Linked DNA regions of Pan troglodytes: region 2 is linked to region 1. The links are chromatin contacts, called in public HiChIP or PLAC-seq maps. All regions are on one chromosome and are shown on one strand. The core of a region is the stretch at or near the end of the contact, and the rest is flanking DNA. Distances in the headings are between cores, read along the strand shown. Region 1 holds the start of TNRC6B (trinucleotide repeat containing adaptor 6B). Region 2 holds the start of MRTFA (myocardin related transcription factor A).

The links. HiChIP or PLAC-seq counts read pairs in DNA pulled down with a chosen protein or histone mark.
Region 2: an H3K4me3 HiChIP or PLAC-seq map of stem cell-derived excitatory neurons shows a contact between it and region 1, with 2.3 times the contacts expected there. The contact joins the promoter of MRTFA here to the promoter of TNRC6B in region 1. A contact is called at or near these places in 1 of 7 Hi-C or Micro-C datasets (stem cell-derived neural progenitor cells) and 1 of 1 datasets of contacts at active chromatin or transcription factors (stem cell-derived excitatory neurons).

What each region holds. Positions count from the first base shown.
Region 1 is chr23:42,038,601-42,044,552 of NHGRI_mPanTro3-v2.0_pri, forward strand. It overlaps TNRC6B (trinucleotide repeat containing adaptor 6B), which reads left to right and starts at 3,537. Exons shown (of 25, transcript XR_010156023.1): 1 at 3,537-3,798.
Region 2 is chr23:42,630,361-42,636,666 of NHGRI_mPanTro3-v2.0_pri, forward strand. MRTFA (myocardin related transcription factor A) reads right to left here and starts at 1,713. Exons shown (of 14, transcript XM_016939226.4): 1 at 1,447-1,713.

The DNA of each region.
Region 1 (5,952 bases), core at 2,287-4,786:
AGCACAGCGCTCCAAGAACATAGTGCACTTGGCCTGCATACAAGTGTGCAGGGCTTAACGAGTCTTTTTACTCTGAAAGCTGGGTGGGTTGGAACAAACAAACAGAAAAATATTTTCCCCAAGTAGCATGCAGAGAGGAAATGAGAGCGAGCACAAGAGAGCACCCTGGCATAGCATTCTCTGACCTGGGCTGCCTTTTCAGGGTATGAGTTGATTCCACAGGCACCAAGGCATGCCTGTAAGCCCTACAGTGCAGACGCCCTCACCCCAATCATTGGCTTAACATTCACACCAGGCTGAGTAAGCCCCAAAAGTCCTGCCATTGGCTGTGACAGGAATTGAAACCCATCTTCTCCACAATAAATATTTGATTGACAGATTGGCTTCCTTCCTGTAAGTATAGAAAGCGAGGGCAGGTTCCATCCAAAGCCGCAGTTCTGGGTGATGAGAGCTCTCAGAGCCCAGAAAAGACCCTGAACCACATCCCACTGTTTGTTGGAAGAAGAAACTCATTTGTGGGTCTGTTCATAAAAGAGTCTGGGAAGATAGTCTCCTTAACAGTGTCTGGATGTAACAGACTATGGGAGGCTTTTACTTTATAACTTTCTATATTGTCTGAAATACAGAATATTAAATATTGAGTTAATATTATATTTACTCAATGTTACTTTTTTTTTTTTTGAGACAGGGTCTTGCTCTATTGCCCAGGCTGGAGTGCAGTGGTGTGGCTCACTGCAGCCTTGAACTCCCAGGCTCAAGCAATCCTCCCACCTCAGCATCCCAAGTAGCTGGGACTGTAGGCGCAGGCCACCATGCGCAACTATTTATTTTCTTTCTTTTTGTAGAAATGGGCTCTGCCTGTGTTGCCCAAGCTAGTCTCAAGCTCCTGGCCTCAAGCAATCCTCCCGCCTTGGCCTCTCAAAGTGCTGGGATTACAAGCATAAGCCAATGTGCCTGGCCTCAATGTTACTTTTATGATCAGAAAAACGGCCATCTTATTTGGAAATTATTTTCCTATTCTCAAGTGGGCAAATAGGAGAAGGTTTCAGACATTTGTTTTGTCTCTGGGAGGGAAGGCACAATGAGGTGGAGTGGACAAATTGCTGAGGCCTTTATGGACAAAGATTCTAAGAAGAACAGGCTTTGGCCATCTCTGGATATTCCCATTCTGCTCCCTGCCACCAGAGAGCAAATGTCGTAGGTCACCACACATCACCGGTCTCTTGCCAGCTAACCGTAACTCATTCTTTAGTTCTCCTTGAAGGTTTCACTTCTTCCAGGAAGCCATTTCTGTCCCTCCCGAGATGGAGTCCCATGTCCCTACCATTTGCTTCCAGGGCACCTTCTCACAGCACTGCATCATGGTTATCTGCTTATCTGCTGGACACCCCTACTCGACTGAGGTCCTTGAAGGAAGAGAGAGTGTATCACTCATCTGCATAGCCTTTGTAACTTAGTAAAAGTGCCTGACATGCTCACTAAACATTTACTGAGTATTTATTTGGGGGCCTTTTACGATCAGAACAATGTGAAGGACACAGAGATGAAAAAGAAACCATCTGCTTTAAGGTACTTACAACTGAAATGTATCAAATAATTACCCAGAAAGTCAAGCACCAACTTAAGTGCTAAAATAGGGGTCCAAGCAACCAACTTTGAAGATTAGGAAGGTTTTAGATTCTGAATGTTTCTCATTCATTGTGTTTTTGAGTTCAGAATCCCCATACTGGAAGGCAAATATGGGGTATGTGCATACAATTTTAAGGATTCACGTTCTTACAACCTATATTAGAATTTGACGCATGATCTTTCTTCTGTCCTTCTTGCAGTTGCCCTAGGAATACATGCCACTTACTCTTCATTGACGTTTATGAAATACCTTGGCTTCATTTGCTGAAAGGCTCTTAAGTGTTGAGCATTGTTACTATGTTACAATGGTTGTTTTATTATTAAAGCAGTGCCAAGGAGGTTACATAACAGCTTGGATCAGGAAGTGAAATAAGGGCGGTGATCCCACTGAAGCTACAGGGGATGGGGATTTGGGACGGTAAAATGTTAATTACCCAAGATGGAATGTGGGCTAGAGTCCAGCGTTGTGCTCCTGGAGATCATTTCGGTCGCAGAAGCTCACTGGCAATGGGTCCTAAGCATCCTGCCCTCCTCTGGCTGAAATGTTGGATTCACTTCGATGAATGCTGCTATAGGGAAAGAACCCAGTGGCCACCAGCCAGGAGCACACGTCTTGCTCACCATCAATTATCCTGGAAGATTTCCAGGAGCTGAAGGGCTGTTCTCTTTGCATGCAATAAATTATTCATTTCTAAGACGATTTATTCTGTCTCTCTCTTTAGACTTGATTTCTCCTAGTTTTCCAGCTCTTGAGGACTCTCTCCAAAGAATGAGTTGTAGATGGTTGGTCAGGGGTTGCGAGTGGCGCCTAGGCTTCACATAAAAGGAGGCAGAAATGTCTACCTTAACTTAAAGGGGAGAGGAATGGGTCCTGGGGAGGAAGATGTGGTGGAGGCAATGACAACCTCTCCATAGTAAGTCCCCAACAAAGTCACTTCCAGAAACTGACTGAAGACTTTGAGTTCCAAATGAAACGTTTTTAAGATGCTAGGTTGGCTGACAACTACATTGTCTAAGGTGGAGGCACTAAAGCATAATAAAAAGAGTGAAGTCTCTGCAGTTTGACCCAGGACCAGATGCCAGGCCCACCAACGACTCTGTATCTGGATGACCTTGGGCAAGTTTTCTAAGCTTTCGCCAGCCTTAATTTCCCATCTATAAAAACTGGATACTGCATTACTCCCAGGTTTAACCAGATAATGTTTGTGAAGAAAGCAGCCCAATACTTGGCATAAAATAGGCAAGGGAGTCACTATTATCGTCAACTACTGGCCAAACAACCAGAGTTGACCCCAAATCCCCAGTAAACAATTAACCGTAGCAGAGCGAATCCGGATCTGACGCACCTATTTGCCCAATAAGGTGCCAGGAAATAACACAGTGGAGTCAAACCAATGGTATTAGCCCTTGTTGTTGGACGGGCTTTCTTGCTGTTCCACCAATAGCTTGAAGATTTGACTGGGGAGTGACATCCTGACAGTCCAATGACGCACAACCAGCCCACACTCAGCACTTCGGAGGGGATAAATCAAGGAGCCGGCGCGTATGGATTCCGTTATAGGGCAGTACTGGTTGGAGAGAGGAGCTTAGGGAAACAGCGCCGAGGCAAGGCACTAATGAGCTAAAAATAAAAAAAAAAGACGATGGTTGCGCCAAGCGACCTCGGCCGCCATCATGCTCTAATTTCCCCTGAGTCTCTCTGGGTCCTCGACCGAGGAAGCGGCCTCTGGGATGCTGAGGGGGTGTGTCCCCACATGATTGGCTCAGGCAGCTCAGCCAATCCTAGCTCGTTAAACGGGAAGCACTTAACCAATGAGGGGCGAAGGCAGCAACGAGGAATTGGAGGGGCGGAACGACAGCTTGACGGGCACAAAAGTCAGCCAGTGAGAGCCGGAAGCATCCTCCCTGCGGCCAATGGAGTGGGGCTCTGGGCGGGCCCCCGAGTGTTTGTGTTGTGGTTTTGGGGGAGGGATGCGGAGGGGAAAGTTTGTTTATTTTGTTTTTAGTTTTTGGGGTCCCCGTGCTGCTGCAAGGCGAAACGGGAGGGAGTGACCCCTGCGCCCCTCAGTCCCCCCTACGACGTCGCCTCCATAGTCTGCGGAGAAGCGGGGACTGCGCGCCTCGCCTCACAGCGAAACGCCGCGCACTCGGAGCCGGCACGGCTCGGCGGTGAGTGAGGTGCGGCGGCCGCGCCGTCCTTCCCCTCCCCCGCGCCCCGCCGGGACGGCGCGGGGCGGCTGGGGGTCGGCGAGGTCGCCCCCGGGGGCGCGCGGCGCGGCCCGGGGCGGTGAGCGGAGGCGCGGCGTGTGCGTGTCCTCGCGAGGGAGCGCGCGTGGGGCGGGGAGCGGGCCGGGGAGGGGGCGTGAGCGCGCGCGGGGCCGGTGCTGCCGGCGGCGCTGAGCGCGCGCTCCGCGGGAGCGGGCGCCGCCGAGATTTGAGTCGAGGGGCGGGGAGGGACTCGGGGCGACGTCCGGCGCGCGGGCCGGGGCGCCCCGAACGGCCGGGCAGGCACTGGCGGGCGCGCGCGCGGCTCCGGGCGTCACGCGCCAGCAGGTGTGAGCTGGGGGAGGGCTTCCGGGTGGGCTGGCCCAGCCGAGTCGAGTTCGCTTCCCGTCTCCGGGGGGCCTCGGCGCGGGGACACCTTCCCAGCCCGCGGAGGCGCGTCCGCCCCTGGCTGGCGGTGGCAGAGGGAGGCGTCAGGCCTCGGATCCTCGGGTCCCTGCGCAGCGTCCCGGCCTGTGTGCAGGACCTGCGTGACAAGGTGAATGCGTTCCACACCCCTCGCCAGGGCCCTGCGTGTGCGGCCACTTGGGGAGGCGGCTCAGACTCTGGACAAGGAAACGAGGGGCACGGAGAGTGTTTTTACACCTTCCCGTGGTCCGGTGCCCTTCAGTTCCAGACTACCGGTTTATTCGGCTGTGGAGGCTGGACATCCGATCCAGCGAGACACGCTGTAGTGGTTAAAGACGTCCAGTAACGGTCACCTCTAGTCAAGCGCCTTAAGGACCAGCTTATTCTGAATTCTTTGGAATTCAGGTTACCAGCCTGGGACTTTAAGTTCGTGCTTTCTCATGTGTTTTGGCTGTTTTATTACTTTTTAGCATCAGTGCTAGAGATTGAACGAGAGGATGGTGAATTTCAAGTTGGTCATTTGTATTATAATTTAAGCAAAATTATACAAAATTGGCCAAAGATATTTCTTCATAGTGAATAAAACAAGCCAAGAATCAGTGAATGAAACATTAGTGCCCCCACCAACAGTTAAGTATATATAGAAAGTGTGTAGAAATGATAGACGTAAGCATTTTGTGAAAGTTTACTAATAGAGGCCACTTCTCTCTTCGCTGTGGGAGATTTCAGTAGTATAAGGTTTCTCTTGATTTGGAGACTCATCAGTGATCTTGGCTTCGAAAGTACAGATGTGTTTTGGGTAGTGTTGTGTAAATGCCTCTTATAGAGCGGAACTTTTAGCGCATTGTCTCTGCAGCGTGCGGCATTGCTGTAGGCAGGTAGTGGGAGGGCTGTGTAGTGCCCACTTGCACGAAGACACACTCACCAATATCCAGAATACAAATCAGACTGGCTTGTCCCACGTGGGACGTGGTGATGATGATAATAATACTTTTATATTTTCTTAGTTCTTTACTATTATTAAGGGCTTATCCTAAACACCATTATTTGAGCAGAGTGGTTTCTGATAGGAATTCCGTAGCTGCTTTTCTGTGGTAACATATAAATGTCATGCCCTTGAAAAAAATTTCCCTCATTCAAATGGAAGCACTTAAATTTTTTTTTTTTTTTTGAGACAGAGTCTCAAATTTTTTTTTTTTTGAGACAGAGTCTCAAAGATTGTGCCAGGCTGGAGTGTAGTGGCACAATCTCGGCTCACTGCAAGCTCCGCCTCCCGGGTAGCTGGGACTACAGGCGCCCGCCACCACGCCCGGCTAATTTTTTTGTATTTTTAGTAGAGACGGCGTTTCACCATGTTAGCCAGGATGGTCTCGATCTCCTGACTTCATGATCCTCCCGCCTCGGCCTCCCAAAGTGCTGGGATTACAGGCGTGAGCCACCGCGCCTGGCCTTAAAAATGTTTTCAAGTCGGAGCAATACCACTTGTTGAAATGGCAGTAATAATATTAGCTAACATTTATTGTATGCTTACTCTATGCCAGCCTTTTTACATTTTTTCCCCTAATTCTTAGCCCAAGCCTGTGGGGTAGGTATCATTACTATTCTATGATTGAGAAAAGGGATCTCTAGGAGCCACACAGCTATGCAGTTCCAGGGCATAGGTTTAGTCTCAACGTCTGTCTGGTTTGAGAG
Region 2 (6,306 bases), core at 463-2,962, 590 kb after region 1:
GGTGTTTTTAAAGAACGCAGTAATGGATTGCTTCTTTCTAAATCATTTCAATAAGAAACAGTAACATAAAGCCCTTTGGTTCGCTATGAAAAATGCAAACGACATTAAGCAAAACTTAGTTTAATAACTTCCAGCCAAAGGTTCCCCACCCTGCAGTCATAGGGCTGCGGGCCAGCTGGCTGTACCACCTCACCCCCGGGAGATGACTGCTTTTCAACAGTAAAACTGCGTAAGTGACATTTGGAGTTTTGGGGGTCTTCTGAAGTAAAACATGTAGGTTTAACTTCTTATTGACAATAAATCTTGAGTTACAGGCTTCGGCTTGATGTAGAAAGGACCCTGAAAAGATCTCAAAAACTTGCAACTCGGGGACATTCCAGACGTCTTATGAGTTTAAAACTATGCAAAAACATATGAAGCATGGGGTAATTCCATTATTATATTTAAGTGATGTATTCCACATTCCTGTATATACACACACTTCATGCCAAACAGAGGCTGGCAAGCAGTTAACCATTCAACTGCCCTTTCGTTATGCTGCATAACAGGGAGACAACAGAGAGAAATCTTGACAATGCCTAGCTGGGCTAGTGCTTAAAGGCACACAGGCAAACCAGGCATTCTCAACATCCCAAAAGCAAACATTTCTTGGGCCCTTACTATGGGCCAAGCACTGTGTCAAACGCTTCACGTGAATTATTTCATTCGACACTTACAACAAACAGCTGTATGCGATTGGTGCTATTATCCTCATTTTTCAGACGAGGAAACCAAGGCACAAGATTACACAGCTAGCAAGTGGCAGGTTTGGGAGTCGACTCAAAAGGTCCAGCCCTAGGCACTATGGAGTATCAAAGGTACCCGAAGCGGGGAGGGTGGACTGCAATCAGCGTCCTGACAGACGCTTTCTTAGGAGGTAAAGTTCTTGGCCATCAAGTTTCAGATTTGCAGAGCCCTGTACACCTGGCAGCATTCAGGTTTGCTATACTGGCACCAACAAGTCCAGCTGAGCCTCCTTGCCTGGGAATCCCAAGGACTGCACTTGGATCCTGAAGGTCTGCACAAGACCCCAGAGAAAGCGGCCGACACCCCATCCCTGCAATCAAAACACATCCCGGGAGAAGCGAGGGCGAGGACCTCCGTGCCTCCCCGCCCCGCGCAGCACAGCCCTGCCAGGCAGTGCACAGGTGCACGACCGCGCCCGCCCGGCCCGGCCCCGGCCCCGGCCCCGGCCCGGGTCCCAGCCCCGGCACAGTGACCGCCGCTCTGCGACTCTGGCCCCGAGGGCAGGGGCAGAAGGCCGGCGAGAAGAGGGCCGGGGACGCGAGGGCCGCCTCGCCCGACCCCCCCGAGGACGCGCGCAGCAGGGTCGGGGGGGAAAAAGGATGCTCCAGGCGGGGCGAGGCCGCGGTGGGGGAGGGGTCCCCAACCCGGACTCTCACTCACCGCCTCGCGCGGCTCCCGGCCGGGTTCCGCGGCTCGCCCCACTCCGGCTCTAGCCGCCCGCGTCTCCTCTCGAGGCTCACTGTCCAGCCCGGGCGCACGGAGCTGAGAAGTCGCCGCCAGCGGAGGGCGTGTGGCCAGCGGCAACCGAGAGGGTGGGAAAGATGGGACCGTCGCTCTCGCCGCCGCGGCCACCACAGACACTGCCGCCGCCGGCTCCTCTCAGCCACGGAAGCTGCGGGCCCGCCCACCACGCCCGCCTCCCGTCCTGAAGACTGTCCGCTGGAGAAGTGACGGCGGCGCTAGCCAATCAGAGGCCTGATCGGGTCGTGATCTGCGGACTAAGGGGCGGGCGGAGAAGGAAGCGGCATGAAGAAGGCGAAGACGGCGGCCTGACTTCCTGTGACTGACGGCACGGCGCAGCCAATGGGCAACGGGGAGATGACCTCATCTCTGAGGAAAGTCTGGAACTGGCTGAGCTGCGGCGAGGGGGTTGGCGACGAGCCGGGGGCGGAGCGCTGGGCCTTAAAGAGGCCGCAGCCCTGTGGTCACCCTGTGAAGGGAAGGGCGGTGGACCCTGCCGGATCTTGCCAAGTTGCCAAGGGGTCAATGCCCAGGCGCGAGTAATTACTGCATTAATCCCAGACCCCATCCCGATTCTTGTCGGGGACTGAAGGGTCTCCGCCTGGGGCTCCGAAGTCGATCATTTCACATTCACGCTTCCCAAAACCAGACACAATAAATTCCGCTCTGGCCTGGAGCCTTGAATTCCCGTTACGGTCCCGCCCCGCCGAGGCCCCTCGCCTTGTTTCTCTGAGTCAGTTTCCCCAACGGTGAAAGGGAGGACACTGACACCTGCCTGCCCCTCCCTATCTGCCGAGGCCGTGGAGCTCAGCAGCAGCGAAAGCGCTCTGGGCTTAGAAGAGGAAAAGGGCTGCGTGAGCCCAAGAGCTTGCATCGGAAGACTCCAGGAAGAGCATCTGCAAAAGAGAGGATTCCACGGGATGACCCCCGACAACTCTTGGAATTCTAAAATCCTATACCCTTGCCCGCACCCATTCGTGTAGTGAAGGGGCGCGCGTTAGGCGCAGAGGCCACACGCTCCGCAAGTGAACCCGGGCACCTCTCTGAACCTATTCCGGGCTGAGGGCGGGGAGCGGGTGGCTGCCCGATTTAAAAACATGTATATGTATATGTATGTGTATGTGTATGTGCATGTGCATATGCATATGTATATGTATATGTATTATGAGTGAAGTCCATGACTGCAACAGGGAGAAAGGAGAAAGGCAAAAGGGGAGAGAGCAACAAGGTAAGCCAGGCCCACTGTGATGACAGCCGCGGTCATGCAGGCCCTTCGTATCCGCCTTCCTCCCCAGCAATGGGAGAGAGCCCAGAAAAGGAGAAATAACCCCAACTCGATGGGGTGGAAAAGGGGGAGGCGCTTTCCGGAAGGCGTCCGGGATGGGGTCACCAGAGTCAGAGGAAGGAGTAACAGTAGATAGAAGAAGAAGGGGTCAGGGGCGTTCTTCTAGGTTTGGGGCGGACCCGCGTGAAGATGCAAAGACTGAAAAGGGGCCGCTCACTTTACATTCCAAGGTAAATTCTCACTATGACCCCCTTTTCCCCATCAAAGGCTTCTGGGACTGCCCATGGGTGAACTCAGAGGGAGGGTGGGAGAGGGTGCTGCTCTATCCAATGGCGGCAAAAGTCAAAGTGGCCTTGGGTATTCCCAATTACTCACTATAAATCAGCTTCCAATGCCGGTCGCAGAATCTTGGAGTTAGACGGGATCCTCGTGGGCTCTTAGTCACACACACCTTCCCCAAGGCAAAAATTCTTGCACAAAATACCTGATAAAATTATTTATTCGATAAATATTTTTTGAGTAAGAACACTGAGGGGGTAAGCTAGATGAGATACAGTCACTACCCTGGGGGTGCTTACACCAAACTGGAGGATGCTAAGGCACGTACTGCGGTGACTGCAATGCCAGGCCGGTATCCCAGGTGACTAAAACAGGATGCAGGCCGGGTGCGGTGGCTCACGCCTATAATCCCAGCACTTTGGGAGGTCGAGGCGGGCGGATCACGAGGTCAGGAGACCAAGACCATCTTGGCCAACACGGTGAAACCCCGTCTCTACTAAAAAACAGAAAAAATTAGCTGGGCGTGGTGGCGGGCGCCTGTAGTCCCAGCTACTCGGGAGGCTGAGGCAGGAGAATGGCGGAACCTGGGAGGCAGAGCTTGCAGTGAGCTGAGATCGCGCCACTGCACTCCAGCCTGGGCGACAGAGTGAGACTCCATCTCAAAACAAAAAACAAAAACAGGATGCAGTCCGGGCGCGGTGGCTCACGCCTGTAATCCCAGCGCTTTGGGAGGCCGAGGCCGAGGCGGGCGGATCACGAGGTCAGGAGATCAAGACCATCCTGGCTAACACGGTGAAACCCCGTCTCTACTAAAAACAGAAAAAATTAGCTGGGCGTGGTGGCGGGCGCCTGTCAAGTCCCAGCTACTCGGGAGGCTGAGGCAGGAAAATGGCATGAACCCGGGAGGCGGAGCTTGCAGTGAGCCGAGATCGCGCCACTGCACACCAGCCTGGGCGACAGAGCGAGACTCCGTATTTAAAAAAAAAAAAAAAAAAAAAAAAAAAAAAAGAGGATGCAGAAGTGCGCCTCGGAGGAGAAAGTACCCCCACTGGAATTATTGGGGTGGGGCAGATTTCCCCAAAACATGACCAGGGTGGGGCATTCCAGATAGTACCCACCCAGACACAGCCCTCCTTAAAAAGCCCAGGTAAGGAGGAGGCACAAGTGTATTTTATTAGTCACGGGAAAAGAGATCTGCCCATTCATGGCAGAGACTACAGGCAACCTCACCCTCTCACAAATATCTCTATACTTTTTCTGGACAACTTAAATTGTATTCATTTTATATACTATATATAGACACATATATATTTTGTGTATATATAAAGGGTTAGGCTGGATGTGGTGGCTCACACCTGTAATCCCAGAACTTTGGGTGGCTGAGACCGGAGGATCACTTGAGGTCAGGAGTTCAAGACCAGCCTGGCCAACATGGTGAAACCCCGTCTCTACTAAAAATACAAAAATGAACTGGGCGTGGTGATGCTCACCTGTAATCCCAGCTACTCGGGAGGCTGAGGCAGGAGAATTGCTTGAACCTGGGAGGCGGAGATTGCAGTGAGCCGAGATCCCACCACTGCACTCCAGCCTGGGTGACAGAGTAAGAGAGACTCTGTCTCAAAGAAAAAAAAAGCCAGGCGCGGTGGCTCACGCCTGTAATCCCAGCACTTTGGGAGGCCAAGGCGGGCAGATCACGAAGTCAGGAGATTGAGACCATCCTGGCTAACACGGTGAAACCCCGTCTCTACTATAAATACAAAAAATTAGCCGGGTGTGGTGGCGGGCGCCTGTAGTCCCAGCTACTCAGGAGGCTGAGGTGGGAAAATGGCGTGAACCCGGGAGGTGGAGCTTGCAGTAAGCCGAGATCGTGCCACTACACTCCAGGCTGGGCGACAGAGTGAGACTCCGTCTCAAAAAAAAAAAAAAGGGTTTATATATTTCTTATAGGTGGTCTGCCTCCCTCTAATCTCTGACCCCACTCCAGCCTGGGTAACAGAGTAAGACTCGAACTCTAAAAAAAAAAAGTAATAAAATTATCTCTGACCCTAGATCCTAATGTTATCCTCTAAAGCTTCACTGAACATTTCTAATCCCACTTCACCCTCTTTCCCACACCCTCGACCCATCTCCACAAAACAGTAGGGAATAAGTCCCTTTTTCTTGCCATCAGGCCTCAGTGACTTCATGTCCTAATGACTTCATGCGGACATCCTTCAGGATCTATTGGCGACATGTGTTATTTGTGTCCTTCCCTGTAAACATTCTCTTTCTTTTGGTAAGAGAACTCCACTTTCCTCTGGGGAACTGTCAGAGGCATTTGAACCAGAAGGACTCCATCTTAAATAGGGGCTGGGTAAAATAAGGCTGAGACCTACTGAGTTGCATTCCCAGGAGATTAGGCATTCTAAGTCACAGGATGAGATAGGTCAGCACAAGATACAAGGACCTTGCTAATAAAATATGTTATGGTAAAGAAGCCGGACAAAACCCACCAAAGCCAAGATGGTAAGAAAAGTGACCTCTGTGGCACATATACACCATGGAATACTATGCAGCCATAAAAAATGATGAGTTCATATCCTTTGTAGGGACATGGATGAAATTGGAAACCATCATTCTCAGTAAACTATCGCAAGAACAAAAAACCAAACACCGCATATTCTCACTCATAGGTGGGAATTGAACAATGAGATCACATGGACACAGGAAGGGGAATACCATACTCTGGGGACTGTGGTGGGGAGGGGGGAGGGGGGAGGGATAGCATTGGGAGATATACCTAATGCTAGATGACGAGTTAGTGGGTGCAGCGCACCAGCATGGCACATGTATACATATGTAACTAACCTGCACAATGTGCACATGTACCCTAAAACTTAAAGTATAATAAAAAATTAAAAAAAAAAAAAAAAAAGAAAAGTGACCTCTGGTCATCCTCACTGCTCATTATACACTAATTATAATGCATTAGCATGCTAAAAGGCACTCCCACCAGTGCCGTGACAGTTTACAGATACCATGGAAATGTCCAGAGGTTACCCTCTCTGGTCTAAAAAGGGGAGGAAACCTCAGTTCCAGTTCCAGGGATTGCCCACCCCTTTCCCAGAAAATTCATGAATAATCCATCCCTTGCTTAGCATATAATCGAGAAGTGACAATAAGTATAAGCAGCTGAGTGGCCCATGCCACTGCTCTGCCTATGGAGTGGCCATTCT